Regions from separate parts of the Mus musculus genome. Here region 2 is linked to region 1. Evidence: chromatin contacts called from public HiChIP or PLAC-seq data. All regions are on one chromosome and are shown on one strand. Each heading gives the region's core, a stretch centred on a gene start, on an enhancer-like site or on the middle of the called end of the contact. The rest is flanking DNA. Distances are from core to core; before and after follow the strand shown.

Region 1 (2,700 bases), core at 55-2,554:
TGATAGCTGTAACAAGTAAGCACAGATACCAAATTCAGAGTAAACAGAGTATAGTAATCTATGATTCACTATAGTAGAACCAAAGGAGAGGTTTACTACTTCAAGGGCATGACACTTACCCCAGATGAGAACACTGTGTGAGGCCTTGGCTAGCATACTGTTCTCTGTCATCTCCAGATTTATTCATTTAGGCCTGCTCTGAACCCAGGAAGTGTTTGTTTACCAAATGGGATCTTTAATTGTCTTCTTTGTAGTTGGTTGCTTTACCAGTATCTCTACTCCTTTTCTGAATTTGATGTTAAAGATTTCAGCCACACAGTTAATAGGGCACTTATAGTCTAAACATAGTATATGTATAGTTAACATTTTCAACTTGGACTAGTGTTAGGTTTTTGAGCTGTTTATTTAGCAAACTAAAATTTTCAAACTTGGTATGACTCACAAAGATAAGATATTGAGCCCACAGTTTCTCTAAACTAACTCTGGAGAGTTGGATCTTTCCTCTCAAGGTGACCCAGGAACTCATGGGTGTGGATACAGATGTTCATTATTCTGGCATATGAGTGTCAAATACCCAAATGGCACAGACTCCATCGCACACAATTAAATATCAGAAAATAAGCACAAGGGAAAATAATGATGGCATCACAAAGAAATGAGGCACTGCTTAGCTGAGACTACTTGAAGGACAGACTTCCTAAGCAAGAACTACAGTAGCCAGGAGGAAGTGGCACCACACTTTACATGGGCCACCATACCTGAAGAAAAGACTCTTAGGGAACAAGAAATTTTCGGATAAAAGGAAACTAAAAGAATTGCTCACTAACAAACCTACCAGCAAGGAATGACAACAGAGCACCGGTACTAAGATGCCAGAACACACTCCAAGAATGGAGTCCTATGAGAAGGGTTCTGAGTGCTTGTGAGAAAACTCCAGGGAACAAAGATAAGAGTCTTGTGACCTCAGCTTCTTGAAAGCATACTTCTTGGAATGTGCTTTTATGCCCCTCCCAGGCGTAGCAGATAGGAGTAAGTTTACTTCGGATTATTCATTAAACTGGCTATGGATATTTGTTTATAGGCCTTTATAGAAAAACATTGTTTTGCCATGTGCAGCTCATCTGCCGTTTGAAACTAGTCCTTATGCATGTACAATGTACTGATGTGACTTTTCTTAACTCTGAGTAAAAATTTTCTAATTCTAAGAATAAAGTTGATACTCCAAGAATGGAGTCCTATGAGAAGAGTCCTGAGTGCTTGTGAGAAAACTCTAGGGAACAAAGACAAGAGTCTTGTGACCTCAGCTTCTTGAAAACATACTTCTTGGAATGTGCTTTTATGCCCCTCCCAGGTGTAACAGATAGGAGTAAGTTAAGGCTTTAGTCTGCCTCATTTATCAGCTCCATTCTCCCAGGTCTCACTGCCTCTAGAACAGTAAATGCTTATAGTTCAGAGAAGAAGGACCTTTGAACAAGGGTGACTCTCCATGGCCTGAATGCAGGTTCAAATCTGTTGCTGTTTATTTATAGGGTGGCTTAACTCCACCTTTCGCTGTATATACATCCCATTTTTGCTGGAGATATAGTTCCATGGTGGCGTTCTTGCCTGGCATGCGTGAGGCACTGAGTACAGTGCTACAACTAAATGAAAAAAATAATAAAAATAAAGTATAATCAAAGTATTCTAGAATGTATAAAAATGAAGATGAATGCAATAGACTATGCTTCCTTTCATGACTCTGAAAACTCATTTTACAACTGAAAGAAAAATTATATCGCCATCTGATGTGGTGCAATAATACCTGAGGCTATTATATTATAAAATTGAAGCAGTTAAAAGACTGTAAATGGAAGCAAGCCTTCAACACTTCACTTGAAGTGGTAAAGCATGGATACCAAAAGCTGCAGTAAGTTACAGGTATATGCTTTAAAACCTTCAGTTATTATGATAGCTGAGCACAACTCAGAAACACTACAAGTCAAAATGAGCTCTTCTGGAAGTGCAGAAGTATACCAATTATGTGGGATTGATGGAAGTATACTAAAATGTCTCCCCCACCGGCAGCAGATACTGGGTATCCAGCAACAAGCTGACTGCAGGCTTAGTGGAGTATTGATGAGGCCAGATGTAAATTGGAAGGAATTTGACGAATTCACCAGGAAGATTTTGGAGTGACATGTAGTCACAGTAAAATCAATTGTGAAAAAAAATCAAAAACATAAACACACACACACACACATTCACACACAAAAGTGGAAATGCAAACAAAGGTCAGCCCAAGCTCAAAGCAAGCAATAAGGCAGCCACCCTTTTGCTGCTATGGTCTGCCAATCATGTGGTACACAGGAACAAAAGAATCCGATTCATGTGAAGTACAGAAACCAGGAAGCAATGTATGAAAGACACATGAAACCAGTTACTGGGTTCTATACTTGCAAATAACTTTTCCTAAGCCATGCCCTTTAATATTCTCAGAAGCTCTGTGACAAAACGATTTTGTAAATGATATACCAGAGACAGTGAACTTGAAGTGATGGATAAAATAATATAGGGAAATAAGAGCAAGGTATCATATGCCTGCGGTCAGACTTCAGACATCTTGCTCATGGGAGCATTATCCAGGTCAACTGAAAGAAGTAAGCAGGAATAATCCCTCTGCCACCTCCTTCCACTAATGATGCTCAGCATAGATGTTTTCAG
Region 2 (2,700 bases), core at 15-2,514, 150 kb after region 1:
TTTTCTAAATTTCTAGTGACACAAGACACGAGATGATGGAAAATGAATAGACATATTACAAGCTTTAGATTTTTTGATCCAATTCAAATGAGAATTTTGTAGTTTATGAGTTTAACAGTGGTCAGTAAAGTATCTCCAAGTCGCCTCATGGCATCTATTGTCCTCTTCTAGAAGTTGGGGACAGTACACTTTGTCTGGGTAATTTGATGACAAAAAAGAATGTGTCGAATGGATTTATGTGTCATGGTACAGTGCTTTTCCCCTTGAATTGTTTTTCTCTCTCAATAATCTTGTAAGGAAGATGTGTTTTCTGTTTATCAGGTAGATAGGAGCCTGAGCTTGGGCTACGGTTCAGTGACTTGTCCAGGATTACAGTGAGGACACACAGAGAGGACTGAAAAGGGCCTTGCAGAGGGTGACATGCTGTGGGCTTAGACAAGGCACAGGAGCAAACACGCAGCAACCGAGGCAGTCTCTTCTGTTGTCATTATTCTGAAAATCTTGGGTCTTAGTTTTTATGCCTAATAGGTATTCCTCAAAGGATCCAAGCTCAGATTAGGACAGGAGAGGCAGCTCAAGGATCAGCATTTAAAGAAATAATTAACCTTAATAATATTTTCCAGGCTTCCTTTCATTTGGATTTCCAAGTTCTAACTCTTTCTGTGGTTAATCATACTATCAAGATTTATGACCTCAAAAATTTTAAAGTCCATTTATTAGGCAGTAAAATATTTCGAGGAATTAGTGGACTATATTAATTTTTCTTTTGCAGCAAAGTCCTCTGCCTTTAGGACTGAGCACTTGAGTCAGTGGTAGGTACCACCACACACAGTTTATTTTAAACTTTTGCATAAAACCTGTATTCACTATAAGTCAAAAACCCTGCAATCAAAGTTGATCAGTGGTTCATTGTCTCAAAATCCAGGAGAAATGTGTCCAGAGTTCAAGGAGAGCATTCCTCTGGGTTTGGGATGTTTCAGAGCACAGATTGAAAATAAAGGCAGATGTTGGAGTTCAGCTCTCTGACACAGTGCTCACAGCAGAGCTCCACATAGGTCAAGCAAGTCTCTGCAGGGGTCTAGAACCCACAAGGAAGAATTGGAAGAAGCTGTCAGCAGAGCCAGATGTTTGGCAACCTGGGGTGGGGCTGGGGGAGGGGCAGCATTTTGCTTAGCTTGTGTCAGTGGTTAGAAATTTGCAACCTGATTCAACAGGGTGGGAGGAACTAAAGTTGACAGGCAAAATCCCCACAGGGTGGAGAAGTGAGCAGTTCTTTGGCTAGCTGGGGACAAAGAAAGATCCAGCATCCTCTGAGAAGGTACTGAAGACTACTGTCTGGATCTGAGCAGGTAAGCAGAGAAGAGGTCTGGCTCTGAAGATAAACAGACATTCGCTTCTCCTGTACTTTTCCAAATGGAACTTCTCTCTACTAATAGGGTACAGTCCTTTGGGGATTTCTTTTTCTGTTTTTTTCTTACTGTATAAATGATCTTCATAAACAAACCCGGCATGACCTCCCTTAAAGCCTGTGCCTCGAAACCCAGGCTAGAGAGAACGAACGGATGAGGTTGCAGTCCCAGCAGGTTAGCCAGCCCTCACTGCGGGTTTAAACGGTCAGGAGAACAAGCCCAGGTAAAGAAAAGCCGTGTTTAAAGGAGCTTTCTGATTTCTGGTTTTGTATGTTTGTGTGTCACATTAACATTTAGAGAAGTGAAAGTGGATTTTCTTGAGGGGGACTTTCTTCCCCTTTTATTTTCTAGAGCATTTGGCCTAAGAATAGATTTTTTTTCCTGTATTTGCTAGACAGTTTTTTTTTCTTCCCAGCGTTAGGAATGTGGGAACAAACTCCAGGATCTATTGCTCAGCTAGGCTGGTTGTACTGTGATGTCACATAATTCTCAGCGAGAGTCCTACAGAAGCAGGCTTTGTTGCAGGTGTATATCAACTTTTTACTTCCCCCAGTGAAGTATGAATGTATCTTTACTAGCTTCTAAACTTTGACCTTGGTATCCAATTTCCTCACTTCAGGGTGGGAATGACCCTTTGCTGTGCAAAGATTAGCTACTGAGGACTGGGTTACTGATTGACCTGGTTGACCTTAGACCGGCAGGGTCAGGAGGAGATCTTTAATTTGTTATTCTTTCATTACAACTGATCAGATTTTGGTAAGTGCAATCTTTTACCTGGGAAAATGCAGCTAATAAATAAAACCACGAAGACGGAATTTTCAAAATTTCAAGCCTCAGTATAATTCGAGGACAAAAATCAATTTCCATCAACAAACACTAATCTTTAAAACTATTATGGGCATGCCTCGTGAGTGTGACTTGATGCTGTAGTCTTCTTTAAAAAGTTAAATTGAGCTTTATTTTATATAACAATGGCCGAAGAGTGTTCAGGTGACCTGCACGCCAGCACATGACATGTTCGTTTACCCTTGTAAAATTATACCATGCTAAATACATGAGATATGACATTTGACAGTTATTATAAACTAGGAGTTAATGTCTTTATTTTCAAACGGATCATGTCAATTTACTTGCAAATGATAAGCCTAAACAAGGCGTAAAATGATGTTTTGAAGTATTAATTGTCTTAGCTGGTGGTATGAATGCAGAATTAGGTAGCAATTAGTGCGAGCTAATCAGTTCTCTCTCTTGAGGCAAAGGCCTTGAATGAGCATTGCAGCCTGCGGGACCC

The links. HiChIP or PLAC-seq counts read pairs in DNA pulled down with a chosen protein or histone mark.
Region 2: an H3K4me3 HiChIP or PLAC-seq map of the 230-238 cell line shows a contact between it and region 1, with 25 read pairs. The contact joins the promoter of Kynu here to the enhancer-like site in region 1. A contact is called at or near these places in 3 of 39 promoter capture datasets (embryonic stem cells and liver), 1 of 484 Hi-C or Micro-C datasets (liver) and 2 of 115 datasets of contacts at active chromatin or transcription factors (the 230-238 cell line and bone marrow-derived macrophages).

Annotation. Positions count from the first base shown.
Region 1 is chr2:43,403,412-43,406,111 of GRCm38.p6, forward strand. No RefSeq gene overlaps it. Among named protein-coding and RNA genes, the nearest start is that of Kynu, 150 kb to the right of the region's middle. Within about 2 kb of position 1,305, at least 4 of the 459 cell types and tissues checked have an H3K27ac peak or open chromatin away from gene starts, as enhancers often do. A contact at or near this core is called in the 230-238 cell line, where this site is marked.
Region 2 is chr2:43,554,061-43,556,760 of GRCm38.p6, forward strand. It overlaps Kynu (kynureninase), which reads left to right and starts at 1,265. Exons shown (of 14, transcript NM_027552.2): 1 at 1,265-1,349.